Regions from separate parts of the Mus musculus genome. Here regions 2, 3 and 4 are each linked to region 1. The links are chromatin contacts, called in public promoter capture Hi-C maps. All regions are on one chromosome and are shown on one strand. Each heading gives the region's core, a stretch centred on a gene start, on an enhancer-like site or on the middle of the called end of the contact. The rest is flanking DNA. Distances are from core to core; before and after follow the strand shown. Region 1 holds the start of Foxn2 (forkhead box N2). Region 2 holds the start of Zfp36l2 (zinc finger protein 36, C3H type-like 2). Region 3 holds the start of 1110020A21Rik (RIKEN cDNA 1110020A21 gene). Region 4 holds the start of Lrpprc (leucine-rich PPR-motif containing).

What was found. Promoter capture Hi-C pulls out the DNA fragments that hold promoters and counts their contacts.
Region 2: a promoter capture Hi-C map of pre-B cells shows a contact between it and region 1, with 7 times the contacts expected there. The contact joins the promoter of Zfp36l2 here to the promoter of Foxn2 in region 1.
Region 3: a promoter capture Hi-C map of pre-B cells shows a contact between it and region 1, with 6 times the contacts expected there. The contact joins the promoter of 1110020A21Rik here to the promoter of Foxn2 in region 1. A contact is called at or near these places in 3 of 39 promoter capture datasets (the HPC-7 cell line, liver and pre-B cells).
Region 4: a contact with region 1 is called in a promoter capture Hi-C map of pre-B cells, with 5 times the contacts expected there. The contact joins the promoter of Lrpprc here to the promoter of Foxn2 in region 1. A contact is called at or near these places in 2 of 39 promoter capture datasets (liver and pre-B cells) and 1 of 484 Hi-C or Micro-C datasets (pre-B cells).

What each region holds. Positions count from the first base shown.
Region 1 is chr17:88,436,130-88,443,947 of GRCm38.p6, reverse strand. Foxn2 (forkhead box N2) reads right to left here and starts at 3,244. Exons shown (of 6, transcript NM_180974.5): 1 at 3,064-3,244.
Region 2 is chr17:84,183,717-84,190,885 of GRCm38.p6, reverse strand. Zfp36l2 (zinc finger protein 36, C3H type-like 2) reads left to right here and starts at 2,939. Exons shown (of 2, transcript NM_001001806.2): 1 at 2,939-3,242; 2 at 3,730-6,962. The coding sequence starts at 3,192. The coding sequence ends at 5,133. It overlaps Thada (thyroid adenoma associated), which reads left to right. Exons shown (of 38, transcript NM_183021.3): 38 at 1-830. It also overlaps a transcript of Gm36279 not described here. RefSeq lists an enhancer at 7,086-7,169.
Region 3 is chr17:84,952,011-84,959,498 of GRCm38.p6, reverse strand. It overlaps 1110020A21Rik (RIKEN cDNA 1110020A21 gene), which reads left to right and starts at 2,076. Exons shown (of 4, transcript NR_027929.1): 1 at 2,076-2,299. Ppm1b (protein phosphatase 1B, magnesium dependent, beta isoform) reads right to left here and starts at 1,498. Exons shown (of 6, transcript NM_001159496.1): 1 at 1,105-1,498.
Region 4 is chr17:84,785,941-84,793,558 of GRCm38.p6, reverse strand. Lrpprc (leucine-rich PPR-motif containing) reads left to right here and starts at 2,773. Exons shown (of 38, transcript NM_028233.2): 1 at 2,773-3,194. The coding sequence starts at 3,046.

The DNA.
Region 1 (7,818 bases), core at 1,995-4,494:
CTTACACTCACTCTTAATCTGACTTTTAGTACGGTTTAACTCCTTGTACTGTCTCAGTTGTGTTTTACTTCTTCAACCTCAAGCCCTGGGCACTCAAAACTATAACTGGAAGACTGTTTGCATTTACATAAAACCCAGTTATTAGTACACAATCTAAAACCAACAACAAAAAAACAGACAAAAAAAATATCACTCTTAAGTTAAAAAAAAAAAAGGACATGAATTTGGGTGGGTGCAAAGATGTGGGTGGATCTGGGGAGTTCCACTGTATGACAGTCTTGAAGAATAAAAATATTATTTTAAAAATAACCATTCTTTTGAGTTGTTAAAACAAACAGCAACGAAACACATAAAGTTAACTGTGGTGGTACACACCTATACAACCAGCTCTTGGGAGACAGAGGCAGGTGGATCAGGAATTTAAAGTTGTCCTCATCTACACGAGAGGCTGATCTCGTCAAGGTCCTGTCTTGAACAAACAAACCGAAACTACATGCAAGCAAGCAACCCAGGTGATGCACCCTACAATTCCAGCATCCATGGTGCAGAGAGGCAGGTGGTTCTCTGAGAACTGCAAGCCAGCCTAATCTACATAGCAAGTTCCAGGACAGCCAGGGCTCCACAGTGAGAGCTTGTCTCAAAACAAAAGAGCCAGGCAGTGGTGGCGCATGCCTTTAATCCCAGCACTTGGGAGGCAGAGCCAGGCGGATTTCTGAGTTCGAGGCCAGCCTGGTCTACAGAGTGAGTTCCCAGGAAAGCCAGGGATACACAGAGAAACCCTGTCTCACAAAACAAAACAAAGCAAAATAAAACACACACAAAAAAACAAAAACAACAAAAGGAAGCTGCAGAAGCAGGAGGGTCACGCCAACTTTGAAGCCAGCCTGGACCACAGAGTGAAAGCCTTCTCAAAACACACACACACACACACACACACACTTGCTGTTTGAGTATTACTTTTAAATTTCACTTTACTTTAAACTGTTTGCAGTGTTCCAGGCTTCCGGCTTTATGTAAATGTCTCTTCACTTCTCTTCAGTTCGTTTACTTTTCTTCCTCAACTATGAACTGTTCTCAGTGGTCAGTGCACACTCACTTTCCAGCCTATCTTCTTTCCTACAGAAAGCTTTACACCCTCTTCGATACCTTCATTAACTTCACTAGAACATTCAAAAGCCCAGTAAACGAAGTCCGAACCATTTCTCCAGAACTCTATAAATGTAAGGGGTTTCCTTCTTAATGGTTTAACAATAACGTAAAACTAAGTAATAACACAAACATGCCATAGAAACAAATTAAAATTGCCGATCAAAAAAATGACGCATGATCTAGACTGTAAAGACATTCTAAATCTTCACTCTCCAGTAGTTTATTTTTTTAACTTTAATCATTTTCTCTTTCACTTTTATATACTATAATTTCCACCTATGAATTCTGCTCAAATCTGACTACATACAAAACTAGTATTTATCCTTAAAAAGATAATTTCATTGCTAATCTGTGTAAAAAGAAACAAATGAGTTTTTTTCATAAGCCCGAAATAATGCCAGAATGTTATCATTTCAGATTCATTAGAATCGCTCGTTATTGGCTTTGAAATTAAAACGATTTTTCTAAAGAGTCGGGGAACTCTTTTTATAAAGACATTGCCCTGTCGCTCTTTGAAGATACCTAACACTGCTGAAATTTTAAGATGAATCATCAAAGTTGCAGCGAATGGCAAAAATGGCAATAGACACCTTACCAGAATTGCAAAGGAAAGCCATTCTACGATTCAGGTGAAACAACTAGATGTGATCGGTTCGGCTTTTTCCACTTCCTCTTATTAGAGCGCAGAAGCCAAGACTATACCATTACAAAGCCCCTGCTGCGAGAGAAGCCTCAAGCTCTCTGGCCGCTAGAGCACTCTATTGCACTCAGCCGGCCACGTGGCTGTCACAATCAGAAGACAGGAGAAAAGAGCACCAACTAACCTGGAAATAATTAACCGCTCACAGCGGAGTTGCAAGTAGGGGAAAAAAAAAAAAAGTCTGTCATTTCTCTGCACTTATGACTCCTCCCACCGCCACCCAAAAGGTGGAAAAAGGAAAGCTTTAAAGCAGAAACCAAGTGCAAGAAGATCTCGAGAGCGCGGCTTCCCAATGAAATTGCTACCCCCAACTCGCGTGAGGTGCGGCGGTGGGAACCCAGGCATTTTGCCGGAGGGCAGCCGGGGGCGGAGTTTGCAGTGCAAGACCGAGCACCGAGCACGTGGACTCCCTGCCCCTAACCTCCCCGGCTCGGCTTCGGGCTGCCGGGCACTGCACGCCGGCCGGCACCCAAGCTCAAGGCCGCGGACCACCGCGCACCCTCCCGGCCCGAGCGCCGGGCCGGAGGGCAGAAGTAACCTCGGCCCCGAAGGAGATGGCGAACAGGAAGTGCACATGTTGCAACGCCGAAACAGTCCAAGTCCCACCCCCACCCCACCCCACCCCACCCCCGGCCCGGGCCAGCCAGGCTTGGGGGCGCCTCCGGCCGCGAGAACCGGGCTGGGGTCGCCACCCCACATCGGGGCCCCGCGCCCGAAGTTTACGCGAGTCCTCCTGGGCACTACTTCTCCGGGCCCAGCCATCCCGCCCGGGCCGGGCCGGGCCCCGGACTGGGACTCCACGCCGCGCGCGTCCCGCTCGGATGGGAGCCGGAGCGGCGACGTGGCTGGCGCGGGCTCCCCGGGACTCTTAGAGCAGCAACTCCCGGGGTCGCAGGTTTCCGCCTGGGCGTCCTCTGCCCTCTGTGGCTCCGACTGCGCGACGCCCCCTCCGGTACGGTCATTACCTCGGGAGAAAACTCCTAACTCCTCACTCCCGGGGACCCGTGCTCGCCTCGGTTCCACACCCCCGGGGCAGCCCACGCTCTGCCGGAGCCGCGCGCCGGGTACACCCCCGCGCAGGGGCGCCAATTCTTCCCGGGACACAAAAATGTCCCGGCGCGTCACGGGACAGCCGCCTCCGCGCCCCCACGCCCAGCGCCGGCCGCACACGCTGCCTCCGCGCCGCGCCGCGCCGCGCGACCCCGGGGACTCACCGTCACTCAGCCGCCGCGAACCAGAGGCGAGGGCCGGGCCGGGCCAGACACAATATGGCAGAGCACCGCAGCTGCTCCCGTGGCTCCCAGCAGCCGCCTCCGGGACACCCAGGCGCGAGCAGGCAGTGGCAGCTGCGGTGGCGGCCGCCGCAGCACCACATCCCCCCCCCCCCCACCCCTCCCGCCTGCTCGCTTCCTCCCCTCCTCCCCGCCCCGCTGCCATGACAACGCGGCGCCAAGGCGCTTGGCCCCGCCCCTCCTTCCGTCCCGCCTCCCGCAGCCCGCCCTTGCCTCGTCCCGCCTCCTACCAGGGCGGCGGCCGCCCCTCCGAGCTGTCGTCCTGCAGGCGGGTGGGGGGGAAGGTGGCGTCCGGAAGGGTGGAGCGGGCTCGGAAGGCAAAGCGAGGGGACGCTGAGGTTTACGGAGCTGGGCGTGCAGGCGGGAAAATGAAAAGCCCTCGCCTGTCGCCCGGAAGGACCTATGGGAGGGCGACCGAGGCGCGGCGCGGCTGCTGAGTGGACGAGCTGGCGCGGGACGCGCGAGTGTCCGCCCGCGACGCGTGTGCTGGGGCTGCCGCGACGGCCCGAACAGCCCCTTGGCTTTGAAAGTGTGGGGACCGGGAAGCTTTCTTGAGAACAACGCTACCTTCTTCTGACTGAAGTGCCGTGGAAACTCTATGCAGAGCAGATTTTAGAGGGGAAATGGGGCTTTGGAATCAGATCCAAATTTTACTAAAGATTTTCTGAGACTCTGTCTCCCAAATTAAAAACCAGTAATAAAAGGCAACACAGCAACAACAAAAATGTACAGAGCTCTCACTAATTGCTGTGTACAGTAATAAGGACTTAATATGCATTGTACACGTATTGCCTACACTGTATTGCGGGTACAGTGCTGCTAGATAAAACGGGAGTGGCCAGTTAATTCTGAATTGCAGACAAATGTAGAATAATTTTTAATGTTAAGGACATTCCCTTCGGGGTATACTTTCTGGTTGCTTCATGTTTTAGTGAATCTGCCAACTCTACAATTTCAGGAATTCCCTTTACATAGAAGGAAACTGAAGCCTAGAAGTAGCCTATCAAACTGCCCTTGGCAGTGAAGGTTTATGTATCAGTACTGGGTAGGGTGAGGCTGGAGGAGTGCCAAGATTTAGAGGTCACCCTGGCCTTCATAAGAAGTTTCTGTCTCAGCTGCGCGGTGGTGGCGCGCGCCTTTCATCCCAGCACTCGGGAGGCAGAGGCAGGCGGATTTCTGAGTTCGAGGCCAGCCTGGTCTACAGAGTGAGTTCCAGGACAGCCAGGGCTACACAGAGAAACCCTGCCTCAGAAAAAAAAAAAAAAAAAAAAAAAAAAAGAAGTCTGTCTCAAAAGGAAAGCAGGGTATAGTGCCTCATTCCTGTAATCCTGGAACTTGGAAGGAGGACATAGGAGACTCAAATGTTTAAGGCCATCTACATAGGGAGAGAGAGAGAGAGAGGACTATTCCATTGAATTTCTAAAAGAAAACTATAGTTTGAGTTTACTGTTATCATTATGAACCTGGAAATTAAACCTTTCAATTTCTATACCCAGTTCTTTAAAAACCATGCTACTGATACCTGTTTCACACAGATATAAATGGATTAAGAGAAAGGGTCTCTAAAACGGAGACATTGCCCGTCTGCTTGCTCAACAAAGCTTCATTTGGTTCCTGATGAGGGGATGTTGACTATTCAATGTCTTTGCATATAAAATGACTGAAGCAGGCTATCTGCTCGCAGTAAAGTAGATGAGCTGTGAATATGGCAGAGATGCAGAGGAATTGTAGGCACCCCGATGTACAAGAACAAAGCCAGAAATATTTGATTCCCTCATTCCACAAACAACATTATTCGTATGATCCATGTAAGCTCGCCTACCAGTTCTATTTCATTTTGTTTTGTTTGTTTGTTTTCTTTTCAAAGTCCCGGAGAATCCCAGTTTTCTTCAGAGTACGAAATCTCAGGGCAAATGTAAGATGTGCTTCAGCGGAGGAGCAACATCTACTGCAAATCTCCTTACATAGCATCACTGTTGCCCCCCACTCATGTAGACAAATTAAAGAAGATACAGAAGAAAGAGCACGAGAAGGAAAGGAAGAGCAAGAAAAGTTGGCTTTTAAGAAACCAAGTTCAGCCAGGGGTGGTGCTCGCCTTGAATTCCAGCACGTGGGAGGCAGAGGCAGGCAGATCTCTGTGAGTTCAAACCCAGCCTGATCTACAGAGAGAGTCCCAGGACAGTCAGGGCTGCACAGAGAAACCCTGTCTCAAAACAAACAAACAAACAAACAATAACGACAAAAAGCAGCCACAACGTCAGTGTCTCAGCCAAGGTTATCTGCTAGCCTTTCACCTTCTGACAAAGATGGACTAATATTGCTAGTACAGTATTTGAAATACAGAATGAACTTATATTTTATGTAGTTCTTTCTCCCATTCATCATTGCATCTATTTTAAACTCAAGTAGCTAAATGCTCTTCCTGAACTCCGAAGGAATCATAAAATTTGAAAGCTGCAGATAGTTCAGAGATAAATCACCCCAGGAGCCAGCCTACCATAAAATAGATAAACTCAGAAAAAAATATACCTATCCAAGGTCAAGTAATGAATTTTCTGCATCTTCATTCATTAAGCCCTTTTGCTGGTCCCCTGCCGTGACTGACCACACCCAGACCACACTCAGACCACAAGCCTGGGCACCTTTGTCCAACCTCAACCTGTAAAGTTCAAGCGTTTTAGCAAATCCGCTCCACTTAGTTCAAAGTCTGGAGATTCTTGTATACCAAGAGGCTAATTTAGAGGACTTTGAACATCCACCAAGGAAAAGCTCTGATTAAAGATAATGGCGATCCAGAAGGGGCAGCTTTTCCCTTGAGTTTACAAGAGTAAGCAGTCTAAAAGAGCAAAACTTTACCTCTTAACAAAAAAACAGCCCCAGGTTTCAGATTTTGTGCAGCTTTATTCTTTCTTCAGAGTACTTCTGTTGTGTGATTTTGTGCCCTCGGGGGACATGGGCAAATACCTACTCACCCCAAATAGGGGACAAATACAAGCCATCAACGTACAACTTGTCGAACCAATGTGTTTTGTTGGAGTTTCTAACAGGAGTACAGGGGTAGGGAGGGTGTGTTAGTGGAGGAACAGAAATTACTCAAAGATCAGCATTACCAAAAGCCCACTCCAGCATGAGGACACCTCGTGAAAGTTGGAAACTGGGGACCCAGGGCACAACCTGCAAGTTGGAGATAGCCCTTTCTAAGCAGTTTAGTCAGTCTCTGCTCCTTCCAGGTAGTTTGGCTTATCTTTGGTTCTAGGAAGCTTGTTTGGTCTGATAGTGCCTCCCAGTAGTCCTTACTGCTTACATAAGCTTGGACTGGGAGGAGCCTAGTTCATCTGGTAAATTTCAGGGACTTCCTGAAACCTTTGTTAGTCTATTTCCCTATCTTACAAGCTTCCCCATGGGATGAAAGGAATTTTTTGCTTCCCTTTAAAATATTCTGCATCTTAATGAGCTTTCCTCCAAACTGGAATGTTTTTATTTTGGGGTAAACAGCTACACAACAGTTTTAAAGAAACTTACTCAGTATAGGTTTACAGGAAAACTAACACATTAGAAAATAAATTGTTGGAAAATACGTAATAAAAAAAATATTTAAAAAAAAAAAAAAGAAAAGAAATTGTTTAAGAATAGGCAAAAGAAGCCAGGCGTGGTGGCACACACCTTTAATCCCAGCTCTCAGGAGGCAGAGGCAGGCGGATTTCTGAGTTCGAGGCCAGCCTGGTCTACAGAGTGAGTTCCAGGACAGCCAGGACTACACAGAGAAACCCTGTCTCAGGGGAAAAAAAAAAAAAAAAAAAAAAGACAGAATAGGCAAAAGAGGAAGAGAAGAGGCAGGAAAGAGATACCAGACTTTGGGAAGGGGACAGTTGAGGCAAGATATGTAGATAGCTGAGGCCCAGTTTCAATCGTCCAATCCGTTTGGATCCTCTACCGGAGGATTTAATTTAGTGTGGCTTATAATTTGGATGTTAGTTGTTGTGCCCAGTGATTGAGTTATCATTGATTCTGAACTTGAAAAAGAAAAAAGAAAAAAAAAGTAGGCAAACATATTTGCAAGCGCTTGCAATCTGAGCACTCTGACAGGAAGGAGTGGGAAGGTTGCTCCGAGTTCCAAGTCAGCCTGTCTACAAAACAGGTTCCACAGTAACCTCGAATACAGAGTTCAGCCGTGTCTCAAAGATAAATTGGGGTACCAAGCGCGGCAGTGCACACCTTTAATCCCAGAAAGGAACCTAGCAAAACCCAACACTGCAGATTCATGGCTGTTTTTATTTGGAAAGTTGGATAGATAAGCTTGCTCAAGTTATCTAGTGGCAAGAAACAGAAATGCAAGCAAACTGGCTACATAAGAGATATCTGATACAAAAACAGGCAGGGATTACTTGAGAGTCAGCCCTGGTAAGCTCAGCTAGAGTTGCAAGAACTTGCTTCTTTCTCTCTTCTCTCTCTCCTTATCAGGTTAGTCTTGACATTTCTTTGTGAGCTTCCTTCACTCATGGGGATGGGTCTTTTTGCTCACTTATCTGATTCCATGTGGCCTAATCAAGCTGCCCCAAATAGCAGCATCCACATTCCATGTCTACCTAGCTAGACTGCTGAGCGACTAGCAGTCAATTCCTGACCGGTCTCAAGGACCAGCAGGAGTTGTAATGAGAAGGCTGTGTCGTCTAAGTA
Region 2 (7,169 bases), core at 1,690-4,189, 4.3 Mb after region 1:
GCAGAGCACGCACGTTTATCCACTGAGCCGCATCATGTGGCCCAGCTTACCATGCTACGTGTGCTTCCAGAGTACGTGACACCCGCAGACGCTTGCCTTCAATTCACGGCGTGGATGTGTTGCTGTAGTGTGATCCACATTCCCAGTTATCCACAAAGACCATGCCAGCCATAGAAGGAACTTGTAGGGCCTATAGCTATGTTCAGATACTTCTCAGTGAGTAGTCACTTAGAATCATGAGGAAAAGGGAGAGAGGCATTCTATATGCTAGCTCCTCCTGCAGAGACGCTGACATTTCACATGTAATTGGTCTCAGAAGAAAACCATCCTGCACCACAGAAACACGGCTGTGCTGGAGTAGAGACCTGTACGCAGGGAGAGGGAAGTCAGGAGCTGTGTCCTTCCTGGCCATGAAGAGGAACAGAAATCCCCTGGGTGGTCTTAGAAACACTCAGCACCCTGGGGTCTGTGTGGCCCTGTAGTAATTACCTAGTTAGGCAGTGCAACCCACTGCTGATGAAAAATTGAAAACCTAACATTGTTTAGTTTGTTTTGGGCTTTGCTTTTAGTTTTCTGAGTCAGGCTTGCTATTTACACTAGGCTGGCCTCAAACTTGTGTTAATCCTCCTGCCTTTGCCTCCTGAGTGCCAGGATTCCAGGCATACACCACTATACCCAGCATTACACTACTTTAAGATCTAGTTGGTGAGAGGGGCTGGTGGTGACAACCTTGGGAGATTAATTCTGAACAGGACCCAACCTTCCCTCTCCCCTTCCATCTAAAATGAAATAAAAGCAGTTACATGACAATAAAACCATCTCACATTGGCAGGCATGCTGTCCCAAAGCATGTTTCAGAGCAGGCTTATGTTATCTCCAAGTCCATCCTACCAAGTCTGCCATTAGCTGGGACTTACCCCAGACTTGGATCTTGGCTGGCTGTGGCCAATCTGGGAGGACAGGAGGGATGGATGGCTCCACAGGTGGGCTTGTATCTGCAATCCTGCTAGCAGTAGCTAGGGGAACGACTGCTGCATGCTTTCCTGAGAGAAACCAGGAAAACCTTAGTCACAGCCTCATGCTTACATTTGGGGTCCTTTCAGCCACAGAACCCAGCAGTAATAGGGGCAAGAGCAACGTGGGTGGGAAGAGTGAAGCAGCCATCTTCCCTAAGTCACTACACTTGAGGGTCCTAAGATCTGGGTGGCCCCTTGCTCAGACCACAGCCAAAAGCCAGTTTGCTTTAATATATAAGATGGTGAGGGCTTTGTTCCTTTATAGGGGTATGGTCTCACTCTCACACTAAGCTGTGCAAGGCTAGCCTAAAACTCACCACAGTTTGTGATTAGTGCTAGGACTATAGGCATGAACCACCGTACCCAACCCACTCAGCACTACGTCCAAGACACTACAGTCTTCTGGCAGCCATTGGCTCTACCTACAGGGGCAGCATGCACTGCAGTGTGGCCAAATGCACCTGGACTCAGGAGCCTTTGAGTGACAGATCTACCTCCTTAGCTTCAAGGTTAACTGATACAGCCCAAGTGCACACTGGACTGGGTCAACCAGACAGGAAGAGCAACATGGGAAGGATGTAGTTGGTCAAGCAGCCTTCTCTGGCAACTACTGGGCCTTCCACCCAGGGCAACCCGGACTGCCAGCTGGGTGAATTCATGGGCCCAACTCCAGCTTTTGGCAGCCAGTATGAAGTGTAGGGATAAAGGGTTCTGGACCTGACCAGATGGGCCTCACGGGGTGGGGGTGGGGGTCGCTAGGTGTGTGGAGGTGTGTGTGTGTGAGACCCCTCTCAAAAAGAGCCAGGGGCCTTCTGGGACTGCTTTTTCCATGGAAAGCTGGTAGGAGTTGCACTAAAGGCAACCGAATGAGGACCTCTTTCCCCCAACCTGGGTGGTGGTTCAGCAATCACCGCCTCGCCTCCGGCAGCTCACACAAAGCTTAGATTCAATGCCGCGCCTCCCACAGCAGAAGGAGGAAGGTTGCAGGATTCGACAGGCCAAGGCTGTACAGGCGGGAAGCCTTGGCTAGGAGCTGCACCCACATCCCCGAGAGGAGGCCAGGCCAACCAGCAGGCACAAAGGTGAAGGAAGTGACTTCCTCTATGTCCACACTGCTCCTCCGACTTCCCTCTAGTCCCCTGGAATAGGCTTTCCCGCCCCGGACACCCCGCGCCACTCGGCGCCTTTGGCCCAGGCTCAAGGTCTTGTGATGTGATTAGCAAAGCCAGCGCCTTGTCCTCAGACACTCGGCTCTGCCCCACAGGCCGCAGCGCTCAAGTCCTGTTTACTGAGCCTGGGCGGGGAGAGGGGCGGAGAAACGCGCCAATGCTCCTCCAGGCTGGCCGCTCCCGCCCCCACCCCTACTGCGTCTCCACGTGCAGCCGGGCCGGAGCTGCCACCTACGGGACAGGCCGCGACCCCCGTTCCTAGTCCCAAGCAACTTGGCCAAGCGCACCATTGCTGTTTTGCTGTTCCCGCGCGCGGAGCAAAAACTAGGATGGGAGATAAAAGCTGCGCCAGTCGGCCCAGCCGGATCGGGCGAGGAAAGGCACGTCCCGGGTAGCCCCGTCCTGGGCAGATAGAACGTGTACGTGCTTTCCAACGTTATACTCGTAGAGGCGGAGGAGAGCGAGGTATTCCCGCCGCCGCCACCCAGCAGGACCCAAGGGGGCCGCACGCCCCACGCCGCTCGGGACGCCCAGGCTGCCCGCCCCTCCCCTCCCCTCTCCTCCCCTCCCCCGAAGGGGAAAAATTGGCGGCGACCAATGAGAAGCCGAGAAGGAGCCTGACGTCCGCGGGCTGGCGGGCGGCGTTGCCTGGAGACCCCGGCCGGTCAGCGTTCAGTCCCCTCCCCCGGTGCGCTTTGCCCCGCCGCCGCGCCGCTCCGGGGCTGTATAAAGGGCGCACGCTCTCAGGTCTCCGAGTTCCACCAGTCCGCGAGCTGCCGACGGCTCGGGCGGGGGGCGGGCCGGGGCGCCGAGCTGCGCTCTCGCTTCTCCTCTGCCCCCCACTCCGCGCCACGGCCTCCCGCCGCCGCTTCCTCGGCCGCACAAGCACAACTTTCCGTCCCTCCTTGGCCCTCGCCCGTTATTCATCTTGGTTCGAGTCTCGCCGTACCGAGGGCACCTCCCAACCTCCACGCTTGCAATTTCGACCATTACAGGACCCAGAAAAATGTCGACCACACTTCTGTCACCCTTCTACGATATCGACTTCTTGTGCAAGGTAAGCAGGCAGCCGGAAAGGATGGCGGACGGCCTGGAACCCTTTGGAGTTCCGAGACTTGCCGCCGGGCCGGGCCGAGGCGGGAGGGACCCTTCCAAGTTGACTTTGCGGGTGGAGGGAAGTCCTGGAGTTAGCAGGACTGTGTGCTTGCGACTGTGGGCGTGGAGAGAGCGAGTAGCGGCTGGAGCAGCCGTGCTCCTCCCGAACCGACCGCGGCCACGCTGCCGGGACTTCCCGGACAGCGTTTGCGCCGCCCACCCCGTGGCCACGGGCCCAGGATCACATGGCTAGACCCGGAGCGGCCGGGGTGGGCGTCCTCCACTCTCTCCGGCCTGCGTTTTGCGAGTGTAGCGGTGGAGGCTGAATCGGATCCCACCAGAAACCCCAACAAGTGGGCAGTTGGGACTAGGGCGTTCACTCTGCAGTTAGCCCCGACTCTCTTCCCCATCCGATTTTCATCCCGCTCCCGCTCCCCTCCCTTTGGCAGACGGAGAAATCCCTGGCAAACCTCAATCTGAACAACATGCTGGACAAGAAGGCGGTAGGGACGCCCGTGGCTGCTGCCCCCAGCTCGAGCTTCACTCCGGGCTTCCTGCGACGCCACTCCGCCAGCAACCTCCACGCGCTTGCCCACCCTGTGCCCAGTCCGGGCAGCTGCTCGCCGAAGTTCCCGGGCGCCCCTAACGGCGGCGGCAGCAGCTGTGGCCCCGCAGGCGGAGGCGGTCTGGCCTCCTACGGCCAGCTCAAGGAGCCTTCGGGGGGCAGCGGCACGGCGCTGGTCACCAAGGAGAGCAAATTTCGGGACCGCTCGTTCAGCGAGAACGGGGAGCGCAGCCAGCACCTCCTGCACCTGCAGCAGCAGCAGAAGGGGGGCAGCGGCTCCCAGATCAACTCCACGCGCTACAAGACGGAGCTGTGCCGGCCCTTCGAGGAGAGCGGCACGTGCAAGTACGGCGAGAAGTGCCAGTTCGCGCACGGCTTCCACGAGCTGCGCAGCCTCACCCGGCACCCCAAGTACAAGACAGAGCTGTGCCGCACCTTCCACACCATCGGCTTCTGCCCCTACGGCCCGCGCTGCCACTTCATCCACAACGCGGACGAGCGGCGGCCCGCGCCGTCGGGGGGCGGCGGCGCCTCCGGGGACCTGCGAGCGTTTGGCGCACGCGACGCGCTACACCTAGGCTTCGCCCGCGAGCCGCGGCCCAAGCTGCATCACAGCCTCAGTTTCTCCGGCTTCCCGTCGGGCCACCACCAGCCGCCGGGGGGCCTGGAGTCGCCGCTGCTGCTCGACAGCCCCACATCGCGCACGCCGCCGCCGCCCTCCTCCTCGGCCTCGTCCTGTTCCTCCTCGGCTTCTTCCTGCTCTTCCGCCTCGGCGGCCTCCACGCCCTCGGGCGCCCCGACGTGCTGCGCCACGGCGGCGGCGGCCGCGCTGCTCTACGGCCCCGGGGGCGCGGAGGACCTGCTGAGCCCCGGAGCGCCGTGCGCCTCCTGCTCGTCCTCCGGCGCTAACAACGCCTTCGCTTTCGGCCCGGAGCTGAGCAGCCTCATCACGCCGCTCGCCATCCAGACCCACAACTTCGCCGCCGCGGCCGCCGCCGCCTACTACCGCAACCAGCAGCAGGGCCTGACCGGTCCCGCGCCACCCCCGGCACAGCCCCCCGCGGCCCCCGCGCCGCCCTCCCCGCCCTTCGGCTTCCAGCTGCCGCGCCGTCTGTCCGAGTCGCCCGTGTTCGACGCGCCCCCCAGCCCCCCGGACTCGCTCTCGGACCGCGACAGCTACCTGAGCGGCTCGCTGAGCTCCGGCAGCCTCAGCGGCTCCGAGTCCCCCAGCCTGGACCCTGGCCGTCGCCTACCCATCTTCAGCCGCCTCTCCATCTCCGACGACTGAGGCAAGGGGGCGCCCGCGAGGGGTTGGGAAAGGCACAGCGGGGGCCACCGGTTGGGGAGGGCGACACTGCGGCAGACTTGGAGGCCCCTCCGAGCACTTGGACTCGAACTCTGCCGGAAGGGGCCCCGCCCCTACCCTTTCGGTTCTCTCGTTTTTTTTGTTTTTTATTATTATTTTTATTATTATTATTATTGTAAAGATTCGTTCTTGTTGATAAAAGCCAACGAACTTTTTCGTATGGATGAACAAAATATTCACAACAGGGCGGTTGTGATGCGGAAAGAACAAAAGATACCAAACACTTAGGTCTCAGATGAGTTTGAAACTCTAGTTTTAGAAGAAAAAAATCAGCCCAGCACCAGCAGCTACCAACCACCATTCCATCTCTTCTTTCACTCGAAAGCCTTAGAAACAGTCCAGATGTGAGAACTCTTGGAAGGGGTTCCAAGACCAGTGTGAGCCAGCCGGCTGCCACCTCCCTAAACTATAAGCTTCTAGAACTCAAAATAATGCCAGGAACATGCCTTGATTCGAGTCGCTCGCTCTCAGCCTCCTTTGTGGTGGTTGTTTACCTTGTTTTTGTTTTTTAGACAAAGTTCTGTATGTCTGGGGGTGGGGAAGCCCTTGCATTCCAAAGTTTGATAACGGGCTCATTGCCACCACGTAGTGTGGGTGTTTAGCTTAGAACCATTTCCTCTGCTCTCTGGAAGCTATGGGCAGAGCTCAGTTCATAGTTGTTGGGAAATAAGTGCTTCATTTTTAGTTGTTCTGAGTTGATCCGCACCACTGCACCACAACTCAATATGAAAAACTATTTAACTTATTTATTATCTTGTGAAAAGTATACATTGAGGATGTTGTCCATACTGTATTTATCGAGTATGATGAAAGCAATAGATATATATTCTTTTATTATGTTAAATTATAATTGCCATTATTAATCGGCAAAATGTGGAGTGTGTTCTTTTCACAGTAATATATGCCTTTTGTAACTTCACTTGGTTATTTTATTGTAAATGAGTAAGAAAAATCTTAATTTAAGAGATTGTATGTAATATTTATTTCATTAATTTCTTTCCTTGTTTACGTAAATTTCGAAAGATCGCATGAAGAAACCATGCAATCTTGATGCTGTGGAAGTGGTTTGAGGAACATTTTGAGGTTTTCTTAGAATGTATAATGGTTGTAGCCCATCCAACTTTAAAGAGAGAAAGGTGAGACTGCAGTCAGGCTCACGTGTGGCTTGCTTCTCTACATCCAGCTTTATAAACCACCAGCTCTACTGTGACATTGATTATAGAGACATGTAGCAATAATGGGGGAAATGGTCTCAGTGCCTTCATAGGGCCCGAACTTGCCTTAAATCTTTCTCAACCAGATAAGTATTTCATTCGTGCTTGAGAATTTGAATGTCGGACGGGTTCACCTGCACAAAAAGAAAAGATTTTTTACCACTTTTTTTTTACTATAGCTATGAAGTGAAGAGGCCACATCTTAGCGCTGAAATGTTGGTGGTACATGAATATGCCTTGTTCAATGACAGTCCAAAAACTTGTACTATTATTTTTCAATGTAAAGAGGCAGGAATGTCTCCGGCTTTCCTGGATGGCAGATAAATGAGCAGTTGTTTAGTTTGTATGTAGGTACAGTTGGAGCACCGCGTGTGCACTCTGGACTACTTTGACAGAAGTAGGTTTTTGAATGTAACAAGATTAAGTCAACTTGAGTTGTAATATATTTTGGGGAATCAGTTCACTACAAATTGTGACTGTAAACATTGTACTGTAAATGTTTTGTAGTTTCCCCCAATAAAATTTTTTGGAAAAAAACTCTTTGAGTAATGGTTGGGGGGGGGGGTTGTTTGTTTTTAAACTAGGTCTCCTGGCCGGGGCAAGTCTGGGAAGGGGTGTGTTCAGGAGGTGGGGAGCTGGCAGTTCTGGATAGAGCCTGCATCCACTTGTACCTGTGTTTGTTTTCAACTGAAAGTAATTATTTGGCTGTCAAGGGCATTTGTTAGCTGTTCCCTTTGGTAATAA
Region 3 (7,488 bases), core at 827-3,326, 3.5 Mb after region 1:
AGAGTTCCTGTGCTAATCCCACAGTAAGCTTCAGTTAACTCTCACATCACAGGAGCTATAAACGTTTGTTAACAGAAAAAGAATGTTTTTCCCAAAATAGCCGCATAACATGAAGACAACCCAAATTCCCTAATAATCCCTTTATAAGACTCCTGCCAGTTTTATTTTGATACATTAAACATGTGGGGCCTATTTTAAAAGTTCTGTGTGACTTACCAAAACAACTTCTTAGTTGTTTTTAAGTTTCCAAGTTGTTTTTAGAAGCGCTTGAATACTGATGAATTTGGGCAGCTATCAAATCCTTAAGAGGCAATTTTTTGCCAAATAAGATGGGCAAACGTCCTAGAGGTGCTAAAACTGGTATTAGAGGTCATGCAACTTTTTTAAAAAATGAAGAAATGGCTCTAACATTCACCAAGCCCTTCATTTATATAAGTTTATTTCAGGGTTCTTTTCAGCTATGCTTAATGATACTTTCTTTCCTTAAAGGCTTTTAAAGATAAAAAGTAATGACCGATCACATAATACTGTCCAGTCTATTCTTAATGGAATTCATGTAAACTTGAGATGGAGTTCATAGTAATTTCATTTAAGAAGCCCATTGTTAAGCACGACACCCGAAATTTTCGGACCGTGGTTGGTGGGCAACACACAGACACGAACCCCCGAGTCTGGCTAAGAGGAGCAAGACAAACGGTTTAAAGCACAGGAGGGGGAAGGAGGCCCGGAGAGGCACAGACAGAAAAACCAGAAAGATTTCACAAGAAAGGAGAGCGGAGCGCAGGGGAGGGCAGAAAGCGACCGGGAGAGAGAGCCACACCGAAAGGTGTTTTCCGGAGCGGCGGGCAGGACTGGGTGAGCCGCGGCCTTGGGGTGGCCCGCGCGCCCATGGGCGCTGCCTGCACGCCGCGGCGCGAGGGGAAGCAGCGGACTTCCACGCGCCCCGGCAAACTACTCCCTCGCCGCGCCGCGCCCCGCGAAGCCTCGCGCGCAAGCGGAGGCGGCGGCGGCAGCCCAGGCCCTGGGCCTAGCCCGGTGCTCCGAGAGCAGGCTGGACGGACGGACGGCCGTTCCCCCACTCGGCTGGGCGCAAAGCGGCCTTACCTGGGGCGAAGGTAGAAAGGGAGGTCTCGCGGGCTCGCCCGCCGCACAGCCGCCCGCGGCCCCCGGCTTTCTCCCGAGACGCGACACCGCCTCCGCCGCCGCTTCGCCCTCGGGGGCTCGGCCACCGCCGCCGCCCGAGCTGTTTACACCGTCCGGCCCCTCACACCGCCGCCGCCGCCTTCTCTCCAACCCAGAGCCGCTGCCGACTCGGCCGCCGCCACCTCCTCCGCCGCAGCCTGATCTCTCTGGAGCATCTTCCAGCCACCGGACACGGAGAAACAGAGACTCCAGCCGCGCCGGCAGGAAACTCCCCCGCAACTGCCAGGGGGGACCAGGCGGTCAGAGCACCAGCGGCTTTTCCGCCATTGAGCAGCGGCCGCTCCGCTCCTTCTGCAACCCCCCTCCCCTCCCCGCACCGCCGTCTTTCCCCGCCCCTCCTCGGGCTCCGCCCCCCAAGGGCACCCATTGGGACGCCGCGTGTGTCACCGCTGCCCTCGGTTTGCTGAGAAGCCTGTCAATCTACGTTCTCCCGCCCAACCTGGCCCCTAGTATCTTCTGTGCTTCTCTTTCCCCGCCCACACGGCCCCGCCTCTGAGTCTTTAATTTCTCATTGGGCGTCAGTGCCCACCTTAATTGGCAAGGTCAACTATCCATCACACACCGCCCACCAGTGAGGCCCAACCCTTCATTACCATTTACTTTATTCAGCCCCACCTCCGCCTTGCCCTAACTCCTGACGTCACCGACCTGCCCACCCTAGTAGCCATAGGTAGAGTCCTCCGTCAGTCAAATTACGCCCCAACTCGAAGACCGATATCCTTTTCTGATTGGTTCAAATGGCGGCCTGATCCTCCGACTATTGGCTTCCTCTACTTGTCCGTCAAGAAACCAATTTCCAAGTCCGTCACTTCGGCTTTTTTTAAATGAACGCGCAAAAGTATCCTAAAAGGGATTGGCTAGTATTCGTAGATGGCCAAGCCCCGAGTCTGCGGACCCTGCAGTTCTGACCTCTACACTTCGCGGAGAACGAACACCATAAAGAAACCAACGGGCAGTCCAGTTATAGGTGGAAATTGGTCCCACCCGGAGTGGAGAGAGCCGGCTTCTGATTGGCCAGAGAAGTGCCCCTAGACCCTCATTGGAAGAAGTGGCCGCCTCTCTTTGGCATAGAGCTGTGAAGGAAGAGCTCAGAAAGGTTCGAGAAAGGGCCTGGAGAGAGGCGTTGTTTTGCTTCAACTACGGGTGGGGCGCACGCGAGAGTGCAAAACTGGGCGCGTAGGGCTCTGGGGAGGTGATGCAGGGAGGGAAAGAGCCCGGATGTTCCCTAACAATGAAATCATCTCTGACCAATCAGAGCCTCATTGTTGGGATACCTGCATGACCTGTCTCCAGCAGGGGAGAGTGGGCGGGAAGTTGAGAAGGCTGAAAAGCCACTTGAGAAAATGGGACAGGAGATCCCTTCGGGATGATTTTGCAATGGTTCAGATTGTTCGTTCTTCTTATTTACCTCGACCTCCTGCCTTCCAGCCCTTGGCAGTTCCGTGTTTTGTTTCTGAGTCTGATTTTTAAAACTCCTGTCTAGGCTCTTGACATTCACTAGGTCATTCCTCTCTTAAAGAGCACCTGCATTTTGCTAAGCGTGGTAGGTAGAACTGGAGATACAAAAGTAAGGCAGGCAGTCCCAGACTGGGAATGGTAGGTAATCATTGAACGTCTGCAAAGGGTAATGATGACATAAAGGAGTCTCCCTCTGGGTATGATTACTCGGAAGGCTTCACAAAGGCCGGGAGAAAACGGTCATCTAGTAACCACATTGAGCTAGAAAGTGAACCAGGTTAATTCTTCCAGATCAAAGTGTAATGGGGCACTTAAGCGCTCACCTGAAGAGTTTTTAAACTCGCTCAAGTCTTTGAAAGACGTTTTCGATCTTATTCATACTTAGGTATAAGTTAGTTGGGACAACTTAGGTTTAGACCGACCTAAGGGAGTGCAAATTCAGCTTTGAAAAGAAGGACATATTTCTGAAGCAATTTCCAAAGTGAAACTGGCGGAAATAAACATTTGGTTGCAATTCAGATTTCTCTGGAACTTCAAGTTTAAGAACTCTGTCTTAAGGTTTCTATTGGGACCATGAAACACCATGGCAACCAAAAAGCAACTTGAGTAGAAAAGGGTTTATTGGACTTACACTGTAGCCCATCACTGAAGGAAGCCGAACAAGAACTCAAACCTGCAGATAAGAGTTGATGGAGAGGTTACTAGCTTGTTCACATGGCCCGCTCAGCCCACTTATAGAATCCAGGACCACCAGCTCAGGATGGCATCGCACACAATGGGCTGCCCCCACCCACCCCCACCACCCCCATCAATCACTACTTAAGAAAATGTTCTACAGGCTAGCCCACAGCCAGCTCTTAGGAATGAAAGTTTGTCTCCTCTCAGATGTCTCTAGCTTGTGTCAAGTTGTCATTAGAATGTAGCCAGCACACATGGTGTTTTTTCAGGATAGTGGGCAAACAGGTTCCTAAAATTAGAATCACCTGAGGTTCCAAGCTACATTCATGCCTACAAAATCCAGAGCTCACTCTGGGGAGAAAGCTCACTACAATACAATTTTATTTCATTTATTGTGATTCTGGAGATTGAACTTCGAAAGATAATTTTTAAAAGTAGTCTTTGGGTGCTAGATTTTTTTGTTTTGTTTTGGTTTTGGTTGTTTGGTCAGTTGACTGTTTGTTTGGTTGGTTGATTTGGTTTGGTTTGGCACACCAATTCTTAGACCCAGTGACTGAGAATTGGAGACAGCCATAAAAATTTCTTTCTCTGATTTTGCATACTGTAGGTGAGCTTCAATAAAGAAAAGAAAGTAAGCCCACTTTAGCTCTGACTACCCCTTCAAGGGGCTTCATTATGGAATCAAGAAGGGTTTAATTACATTTAGTGTTTGTGTGTGTGTGTGTGTGTGTGTGTGTGTGTGTGTGTGTGTTTGCAGTGGAGGTCTGAGGGCAATTAGTTCTTGCCATCCTGTAGGGTCCCAGAGTACAACTGAGGCTATTAGACTTGATTATAATCTCCTATCCCTGCAGAGCCATCTTCGACAGCCTGGGAATTATTTAAATGACTTACACAATATATTTTTTAAATCACACCTTTGCTTGGGACACCTTATATTAGAAGATTGAAGTACGGGACCTCACCTTCCAAAATAAGGATCAACATGCTAAAGATCAACAAATAAGGGCTCTTGGATTCCCTTGCCTCGAGAACCCAGGCAACCACAGACAGACATCAGAGCCCTGTCTCGCACTGCTTGATTTCCTCTTGATCTCCTTTGGCAGACACTCAAATGCAATATGAGATTCAGTGATGTAACTAGGCTGCGGATTGTATACAACTCACTCTTTAATCACTAAAAGTAAGAAAACATAACTGAGGTTTTGTTGTTTGTTTGTTTGTTTTATGTCTAAGACTACAATGAGATCACAGACGAAAAAACCATTAGGTTAACTTTCTGAATTACTGAAGCTTAGCAACAAACCCTTAAAGAAGCCCCCAAAGGATTCACAAGGTTAAACGGCGGTATGTGTCGTGGTAGATAGGGGATATGTCACACACAATCAGCACCGTCACAATGGTTCTGCAACAGCTTGGTACTCTGGTGACTACACCCTGAGCCTTGGTTTGCCCGACCATAATGCCTTTCTTTAGAGCCACATAAAGAGCAGTAGAGCCGGGCGGTGGTGGCGCACACCTTTAATCCCAGCACTCGGGAGGCAGAGGCAGGGGGATCTCTGAGTTCAAGCCCAGCCTGGTCTACAGAATGAGTTCCAGGACAGCCTGGGCTACACAGCGAAACCCTGTCTCAAAAAAAAAAAAAAAAAATTGAGACAATGCTAAGTATAAGGTAGAAAATTGTCCTGATTAGGATGCTCGTTTTCTTTATGCTGAGCTGGGGTCACTTTTGTTTGTCTTGAGACAGGGTTTATTGTTTTTGTTGTTGTTATTGTTTTTATGTAGCCCTGGCTGTCCTGGAACTCACTATGTAGACCTCACTGACCTCAAATTCACCAAGATCGCCGGGCGGTGGTGGCACACGCCTTTAATCCCAGCACTTGGGGGGCAGAGACAGGCGGATTTCTGAGTTCGAGGCCAGCCTGGTCTACAAAGTGAGTTCCAGGACAGCCAAGACTATACAGAGAAACCCTGTCTCGAAAAACCAAAAAAAAAGAAAAAATTCACCAAGATCCATGTTGAGTTTTTAAACCCCCAGAAGAAACAGCTGAGGTTCGCCTATTCAACATATCAAAGAGGACCTGGCCTCCAGGTTCTCCCAGCATCCCTCAGTCCTTGCCTGTTACAGGTGTGACTGGCATACCCTGCCCTCTACCCGGAACTCATCAGCCCAGGCACTGGGCTGCCCTTCCCCTAGGAGCTTTTCCCTGTATAATCCTGACATTTGGTACCTGCCCCTTTTGTGCCTCTCACCCCTTTGGCCTCCTGGCTGCTCTTGGCTCCCCTCTCACCATCTCTCCTTACTAGGGTCACGGTCACGACCACTGTTGACTCTCCTAGACGTGTCTGCCTCTGGCTATGCTCTCCCAGGTACTATAATAAACTTTCTCCCCCACCACACCCAGCAGCAGTCATGGCCTTTCCTTTCCGCCTTTCCTTTTTCTTTCTTTCTTTCCCCATTCAATCTACCTCCTGGGTGCTGGCATGAGAAGCACACACACACCACCGCTCCAGCTCTGGTTTTTTGGTTTTTTTTTTTTTTTTCACAATAAGACATCAGGGCTAGGAAGATGGTTTTGGTCATAAAGAGCTTGCCTTGAAAGCACTACAGTCTGGTTTCCATTCCCAGAACTTAAATAATAAAAAGCTGAGTTTGGTAGCATAGGACTGTATCCAAGCGTGTGTGTGTGTGTGTGTGTGTGTGTGTGTGTGAGAGAGAGAGAGAGACACAGGATCACTGACCAACCAGCCTAGCCTAACAGAGGTGCTTCAGACCATGAGAGACCTGATTCTTAAGAAACAGTACCCTAACCCCACCCCCTATTACACACATGCTCTTGCACAGGCATGAACATAAAATATCAGATAATCACATTTCCAACACATCTGGATGGTCTGTAAGTTCATCCTGAGCACAGTGCTTCCAATGCCACACAATGTTTTCAGATTTTAAATGGGGCACAGTGCATAGCAGTACCTAATCGAAGTCTACGTTGCAATGGGAATCTTCATATGTTCTTCATTAAGAACCTCTTACCTATTTGCTATGCCCATTTGTGTTCCTGTTTCATATAAATTACCAAACTTCCTTGAAGTACTTTGGTGTCGAACTCCGGGTACCCTGATTTGGGTTACATAGAAATACTGGGTTGAACATAATCCTCACAGATGATAAGCCAGCACTCTACCACCAGTGACTGGATATATTCTACTACTGTCTCTCTCTATATGAAATTTGGTAGAGTCGTTACTTAGTATGCACAAAGTCTTGAGTTCAGTCCCTAGCAACACATAAGCCATGCGGTGGTGCACACCTGACTTCTCAGCACCTGGGAAATAGAAGCAAGAAGATCAGTAGTTGAAGGCCAGCCTTGACTGCACAACAAGAATCCACAGAAGCCAGGCAGTAGTGATGCACCTTTACTCAAAGCACTTACTTGGGACGAAGAGACGGGTAGATCTCTGTGAGTTCAAGGCCAGCCTGATATACAGAGTAAGTTCCAAGATGGCCAGAGCTACATATAGACACACAGAGAAACCCTGTCTTGAAGGAAAACAAAACAAAACAAAACAAAAATCCACTGAGTTGAGTACTATGACAGGCACTTCTGACCTTCAGACAGGGTCGTATTGTATAGCTCAGGTTGGAACTTGTTACATACCCAAGGCTGGCCTCAAACTCATAGCAACCCTGCTGCTTTGCCCCCACAAGTGCTGGGCTTCCATCCACAATCCATGATCCATCATGATGGGACCATTCTCTTTTCTTAGCAACGTTCAGCCCTCACTTTCCGTAAATGAATTTTTTTTGCCTAAAAAAGCTTCAGCATTTCCAGAGGAAAAACACAATTGGGGGATGTATGTCTAGCTACATGGACATTCAGCAAGAGGTGATCTATACTGTCAAAACATTACCTTAAAATTGCATAAGAGGAGGCTGGTGAAAGGCTATCCAGTGAACCAAATTGGATTTGTAGCACCCACATGGCAACTCACAATCTCTGGTTCCCCGGTATCCAACACAACTCTCTTCCTAGCCTCAGGGCAAAACTGCAAGCAGGCAAGCAAAACACCAATACATATAAAATAAATTTGATTTTTTTTTAAACCATAAGCTGTTTCTCTGCTCCACATGTGTTTTTTTTTTATAAT
Region 4 (7,618 bases), core at 1,524-4,023, 3.6 Mb after region 1:
CCTCTGGCGGGGAACGCAGAGGCAAACTGTTTGTACAACACTGAAGTCTCTCTAGTATCAGTAATTCGGGGGTTACAACATGGCCTTGTTGGAGTAGGTGTGGGCTTAAGACCCTCATCCTAGCTGCCTGGAAATCAGTTTTCCACTAGCAGCCTTCAGTCTTCAGATGAAGATGTAGAACTCTCAGCTTTGCCTGCAGTATGCCGCCTGAATCCTGCCATGCTCCCACCTTGATGATAATGGACTGAACCTCTGAACCTGTAAGCCAGCCCCAAATATATGTTTTCCTTTATAAGACTTGCCTTGGTCATGGTGTCTCTTCACCATGCAGTAAAACCCTCACTAAGACTCTTCACATTCCCGCCTGCCACTATGATGTTCTGCTCAAATGAGGCAGGCAAAGGAAACATCGACCAAGACCTCTGAAAATGTGAACAAAAATAGACCTCTCCTCCTTGGAAGCTGTTCACTGGGCCACTGTGTCACAGTTACAAGTAGCTAACACAGGCTGGTGTGGCGATGGGGTGTCGGCTGGCAGGTTACTTTGCTGGTTGTTGTGGTAGAATACCTGAAAGGAACAGTGAAAGGGAGGAAGGAGCTGTTTCAGCTCATGCTTTGAGAAGGAATAGAATCATGGAGGGAGGCCTGGCTGCATCACATTGCATCTCTAGCTGGAAGAGAGAGATGAGCTACTGGGGCTGCACTTGCTTTGTCTTTTTATCCACTCTGGGACTCCAGCCCATGGAACGCGCGCGCGCACACACACACACACACACACACACACACACACACACACCACACTCATAACACACACACACACCCTACACTCATAACACACACACCCCACATACATACCCCACACATAAACCCCACACTCACACACACATACCACACACAAACCTCACACTCACATACACACACCACACTCATAACACACACACACACATGCACTCAAACACACACACACACCACACTCATAACACACACACCCCACATACATACCCCACACATAAACCCCACACTCACACACACATACCACACACAAACCTCACACTCACATACACACACCACACTCATAACACACACACACCCACACACACACACATTCACAGACATACTCAGGGTGGGTTTCTCACCTAAAACCCTAACACCAAGGAGGCTTCCCAAAAGCCCGTCCCCAAGGCGACTGATTCTGAGTTCCATCATGCTGACAATTAAGAGCACACTTCACAACCGAGGAGTAGAGTTTTAGGAGTAAACCCTTAGAAAGTCCATCATCATAATTACTTCCACCAACCTCGTTTCACATTTGCATCCAGAGCCCTAGCCTTCCTTGGGTGTGGCAAATGCCTGGACTCTCTGCATTCTGCTGGTAGGTTCGTTTCCCAGCAACCACCACAGCAGCTTGTATCTGTCTCTAACTGCACTCCCAGGACATCTGAAGCCCTCTCCTGACCTTCAAGGGCACCAGGCACACTTGTGGTTACACACATACATGCAGGCAAAACACTCATACACATAATAAAATAAATATATTTTTTTAAAAAAGCAAATGATTTTGCGTCACACCTACACTCAGTGGGACCCAGTGGTGTCATTCACATTCAGGGTGGGTCTTGCCACTTCAACTAATCCAATGTAAAAACTCCCTCACTGGCTTAAAGTCTGGTTTCCAAGGTGATAGTAAATCCTATCAAGATTAATCACCACAGACCGTAACCTACCTTAATCTTTTATTTATATCACAATTCTTATGTTTCTTTAGATGTACGGAATTTTGTCTAAATTGAGATCCCCCCCCCCATGTTGTATTCCCAGCATTCCAAATAGTGCCTGACACAAAATATGTGCTCAATAAATAGTACTAATGCTGAATGAGAGAATGAATTATATTCTATCATAGTGCTCTATAGTAACTCAGAGTAACTTCATCTTGCAGGGCGGTATTAGCTTCTCCAAAAGAAAGCTAAGCCAAGTTAACTCTGAACGTATATCCATTCAATAAATGCTCAAAGCACGAAGTGTCTTCAACTGATCACGAGCTTCCGCCATAAAAGAGGCTGCATTCTCATTCTGGGCACTCTGAAGTTTGTTGGCTAGCAGAAGAAACAGCCACATGGGAAAACTTGCAGAGGGAGAATTTGACTGTTCACTTGGTAGCAGTCAAGGAATAACTAAGTAGAGTGGAAACCTGTTCCCGGGTTCACACGAGTGCACAGGGAACCCTTTCAGTATGCGAGCTCTGTGAGGGCAAGAACTTGTTTTCCTAGCTCCAGACCTATCCTCAGACAATTGCACCACTCACTACCTTAGTTGCTTAGTGCATTAACTGGAAGGAGCGGGGCACTGAGAAAAAGAAACTTCAACCTTGACATTTAAAATTATACGACCTTTATTAGAATCCATTGATTTCATGAAGCGAGGCACTTAGGATGAGTTCTGTATATTTATCTACCCCATCCCCAGTCACACAAATAGCATGTAGCTAACCTGGAGGTCCACAGCCTCCCAGTTCTCTTCGTCAAGCTTTTCTCTGGCCGCCGTTTCTGAGAGCTACGGCAGGAACTACGTCACTGAGCAGCTAGGGCAGCGGCTCGGTAGCAACCGAGGCGCAAGGCTGGAACGTCGTAGGCACCCCGGGATCTGCACGGTCGGCCCTTCCCAGCAACCCTCGGTGTCGCTCCTAGTTGGCCCCCCACAAGCCCTTGCGCGCGCATGGGCGGAGCCGACCTCTAGTGGGCTCTACCAACTTCAAAGTGGAGGGGTGTTGTCGCCAGGCTCGCTGAGAGCCGGGGCGCTGGACAAGGGAACAGGGACACTGTGAACGGAAGACAAAAAACAATGTATAGTAAAACAGAAGGCGGATCCAGGGTATCCCGCGAACTCGGCTTGCCTCTCCCGTGAGCCTTGGCGGGGATCTGCCTCCTCCTCCGCTGGACGCCCTCGGTCCTTAGTTTGTCCCACTAGGGGCGACCGGGTCGTCACGTGCTCCTCCAGGTCCTCTGCAGGAGCGTGCATCCTATCCTGCCTTGGGTACGCTGAGCCATGGCAGCCCTGCTGAGACCCGCGCGTTGGCTGCTCGGGGCCGCGGCGGCCCCGCGCCTCCCGCTGTCCCTGCGCCTCCCTGCGGGCGTCCCGGGCCGGCTGTCCTCCGTCGTCCGGGTCGCGGCTGTTGGTAGCCGGCCGGCTGCAGGGTGAGTACCGGACCCTTCCTCCTGACTGGCTGCGGTGGACGGGCTGGTGTCCTGCTCGTTTGCTCCAATTCCGTGGTCCCGGCTTCTCAGGCATGAGGCCACCCCCTCCCCCATGCTTTGCCAGTGGTTTGGGGTGACAAGGTTGAGAGTCTTGAGAAGGTCATGGTCGAGGGCATGGCTGGCTTCCGGCTTGCTGCTTGAGGTCTCTGCCTGCTCTAGCTTTGGAAAGGCCCGTGAAGCTCAATGGCTTTGGGGGAGTGGATGGGGCTGAGGTGGGGACAGGCGTTGTGCCTTTCCTTAGGAGTACCCTTCCTGGGTGCTCTCGCACGCTGGTGACCAGTAACCTGCTAGTCTGTAGTCTTACGAGGCTTTGGTTTTTCATTTTCTTTTTCTTGGGATTGGGGTTTGAAGTTCTAGTGATCTAGGGATAGTTTAGAACTTGACATTTGATCATGGCCAGTTCGGGTTTTTGCTTGCGTTGTGCTGAGTGGAATTTTCCTTCAGTATTTACACAGATGTCATGGGTTGGAGATTGTCACACTAGAATGGATTAAAGGACGCGTGCAAGGTGCTCTGTTGGGATCTATGTACCTACTGCAAAAACAAGTTAAGTTCCTAGTTAGTGTCATGTATTTTTGTGAGTATATGCCTTTCTGGATTGAGGTTATAGGGAAACAAGTATGTTCACTTAAAGAACATAGATATTCTTGACAACTGATAAAGGAAGGTTGGGTGCTTAGGTTTTAGTACCGGAAAGAAATTGACAGTTGTACACCCCACACTAGAACTTTGGGGTCTAGCAAACAGACTTAGGAAGTATGATCTGGAGTGGGGAGCCATGGACTGAGGGTGCTTTGGCTTATTTGCATTAGGCTATTGGACAAATCACTCAGCAGCCCAGGCCTTAAGTTTCTTTAGGTACACAGGTGGACACCGTATAAGGTTAGGACTATTTCATGAGATACAGGGCTTGATGTATATTATAATAACACTGTAATAGAAGTAACTGTCTTCACGGGCCAGCCCGGCACGGCGTATAACTAGATAGATGAAGGAAATGCTTCATGATGTCTGAACAACTTGGTTGTCTTTGGAGAGATGCTTATTTGTAAGTTAGGGTCTTGCCTCTATTTTTGTGGTAGGCTTGAACAGTGAAATCATGCCCTAACTTTCATGTCTTCTGAGACAGCAGTGCTGGTTCCTTTAGCTTTCCTCTAGTGACTAGAATCTAGTCCTTCACCCGAGGCCCCTCGGGGCCAGGGCTAGTGCTGCTACAGTGCAGGCATTGATGTTTGCTGTTGGGTTTGGCAGAAACTGAACACATTTTAGTGACACATCTGTGTGTTCATCAGACCCGGGTTCCACTTCCTCGCTGCATACTCGGATGGACCTTTGACCAAGCTCCCCTGGTTCTGACTTGTCTGTAAGGGAGGGCATTGGGTGTCTTTGTAAAGCTTGTTCAGTCATTCAGCATCCGGGTGTCTCTTCAGAAGCTGTCTCTCCCACGATCCGAAAAACTGGCTGCATGGGGTCAGCCAGCATGGTGGCTCATCAAGAAAAGGTACTTTCTCTGCAAGCCTGGTGACCTTTGTTTGATTGCAGGACCCACATGGAAGGAGAGAACGGCTCCCACAACTTGTCTGTGACCTCCACAGTATCCATGCACATACAAAAGATAAATGGAAGAAAAGCTGTAAGCAGTAACATGACTATGCCGGGGTGACCCACGCACGTGTTTCCCCACACGCGTGTTTCCCCGTAGAGAGGAAACTGCTCAAGCATAGTACGTGGTCTTGTTAACGCGTGTTAGGTCATGGCAGCCAGTGAAGTAGTATTTGTTCTCTTTCTCTGGACTTTGAACACTTTCCGGCCAGTCTCCTATCCCACAGCTTCTAAGCCTGTGTGGAAAACACAACCTTTCTCAGGATTCTATTTATTCTAGAAGCGTCCCACTTGCTCTCTTTCTTGCCCATGGTTTCCTGTCTCCTTTGCTAGCTTCTCATTCCCTGTCGCACACTGTTTTCACACTGCACCTGAGGCTTCGTTCCATTTCTTACTTTTTTTTTTTTTGATACAGTATCTGTATATAGATACCTGGCTGTTTTGGGACTTAAACTCACAGAGAACGACCTGTTTCTGCCTTCCAAGTGCTGGAATAAAATGTGTGTACCATATGACCAGAATCTTAACTATTTAGAAAAAAAATATTCTTTCTGTTGTATGTGTTTGTGTGTGTGGTGCCTTCAGAAGGTGTCGAGGCCCCTGGAGTTGTACTGACGTGGGTTCTGGGTACTGAACTTGGGTCACTTGGCAGGAAGTGTTCTTAACTGCTGAGCCACCTCCCCAGCCCCATTTACATTTTTTAAATCATAGAACTCATGCTCCTTGAGGAATAATAATCTTCCTTAACTGTCACCCAGAGAGAGCTGGTGTCATACCGTTAGTGTTTCCAAAAGTCATTTATGAATGTGTGGCTGTGTGTTGGTTTTCCTTGAGTTTTGCTGGAGACATGGTAGTTATCAAGTGTGTTCGGGGCTTGAGTCTCTGACAGAGTCTGCCTCTCTTCCTCTTCTTTTCAGGATGCCCCTTTTCTGGCACCAGGAAGGCACTGTCAGTTCTGCTTCTCAGGATTGTTTTGCGCCTGCCTTCTTGCTGCTGTGCCCGTGTTGTACATTAGATGCTCACGTGCTTAGAGGCTTGGCCGCAGCGGCTCCTGCCTCCTCACTCGTGTGTCCTCCTTGTAGCTGACCCTTTCATCTCCAGCGCCTTAGGCACTGCTTGCCCCTCTAGCCTGGCAGCTGCATTGCTTTTCCTGGAGGTGGATCGTCAGTTGGATAGCTCCTTGCCCAGCGACAGGTACTTCAAACCCAACACGTCTTGAATGGAACACAGCTGTGAGTGTTGCCTTTTCTGTTACTCAGAAAGAGCCCACGCGTGTTTGTGCTTTGTTGTTGTTTTGTTTATTTTCCCACATACATCTTGTTGTCCCCTTTCATTAACAAATGATAAAATCCTGGGAGCTCTTCTTCATCTGGAATGGGTGCCTCCTCTCTGGTGCCCCCATCATCCTTTCCCCAGGGTTCCTGGAGAAGTGGCCATGTCATTTCTGTTTCCAGAGCCACGGCCCGACAGCTGCTCTCACAGGTGTTTTGGAAACTGGAGTGGTCTCACGCCTTCTGTCTTTCCATGTAAGCTGTTATCCCTGCCATAGCTAAAATGATCATGTGAACATGTGGAGACTGACGTTGGAGACCTGGCCAGGGTCTAGGACCCTGCTTGTCTTAGCAAGCCTGCGGACGACAGAGGTGCTGTTGGGCTGGTCATGAGGGCTTTACTGGACCAAGATGTCCAGCTCTCTGCTTTTGAATGTGGTGTTCATTCTCCTGTGCTGAGAATTCGCTCCCACTGCAGACCTTTTCCAGCCGCCTCTGCCATCTGTCCCTTAAGTCCTGGTACACACATAACCACCAGATGCTGTTACGTGTGACACTGTAGACCTGTTGTTAGGCCTTAAAGGACTTCTCTTACTATGTTACCTCCCTTGAGGTCTAATTGTGTTCATGGAGTAGGTGTCAAACATTCAACAAACAAGTAGATATTGAGAGGGGTAGCATGAGATGAAGATTGAAAAGAGCACTTAGCCCCTCTGTGCTGCAGCGTGATGCTGTGGTGTGTGGTCCTGGGGTGTGGTGCTGCTGCACTGTGGCCCTGCGGTGCGTGGTCCTGGGGTGTGCTGGTCCTGGGGTGTGTTGTCCTGGGGTATGGTGCTGCTGCACTGTGGTCCTGGGGTGTGCTGGTCCTGGGGTGTGCTGGTCCTGGGGTGTGCTGGTCCTGGGGTGTGCTGGTCCTGGGGTATGCTGGTCCTGGGGTGTGCTGGTCCTGGGGTGTGCTGGTGCTGCGCCATGGTGCTGCGTGTTCACCCTGGTTTTGTTTTCCAGCTCTGCTGTTCTGAGTTGGACACATAGGCATTATTGAGTGAAGTTGTTAGAATTGCTCGATCGGTTTTCACAGTCAAAGCACCCAGGAATATGCACCTCTGTATATTTCTTGCTCTCCAGTTTCCCTTTTAGTATTTTTTTTCTTCTCTCCTTTTTAAAAGCCAATTCTTCCAATTTTTACCTTCTCCGTGAAGAGGGTCAGGAGGGCTTTGCTCTCTCCTGCTGTTTCTCCCCTTGGCTACTCCTATTTCTCCTGAGATTTTTAGAGTCATCTTCATGTCCACCTTCCAGAGGAAAGCTAAACCTGTAATCTTGAAGCTAAGTCTGTATGGAGGTGCACCTAGCTAGATGCTTGTGGCCCAGAGGTGAACATGATGCTGCCATTGGAAGAGAAGAAAACGTTCTATTTTTACCAAACATTTTGGAAAGCTTTCAATAGTTTTTAAGAGTCTGAGGCTTCGGGCTTGTAAATCCCGGGACTAAGCC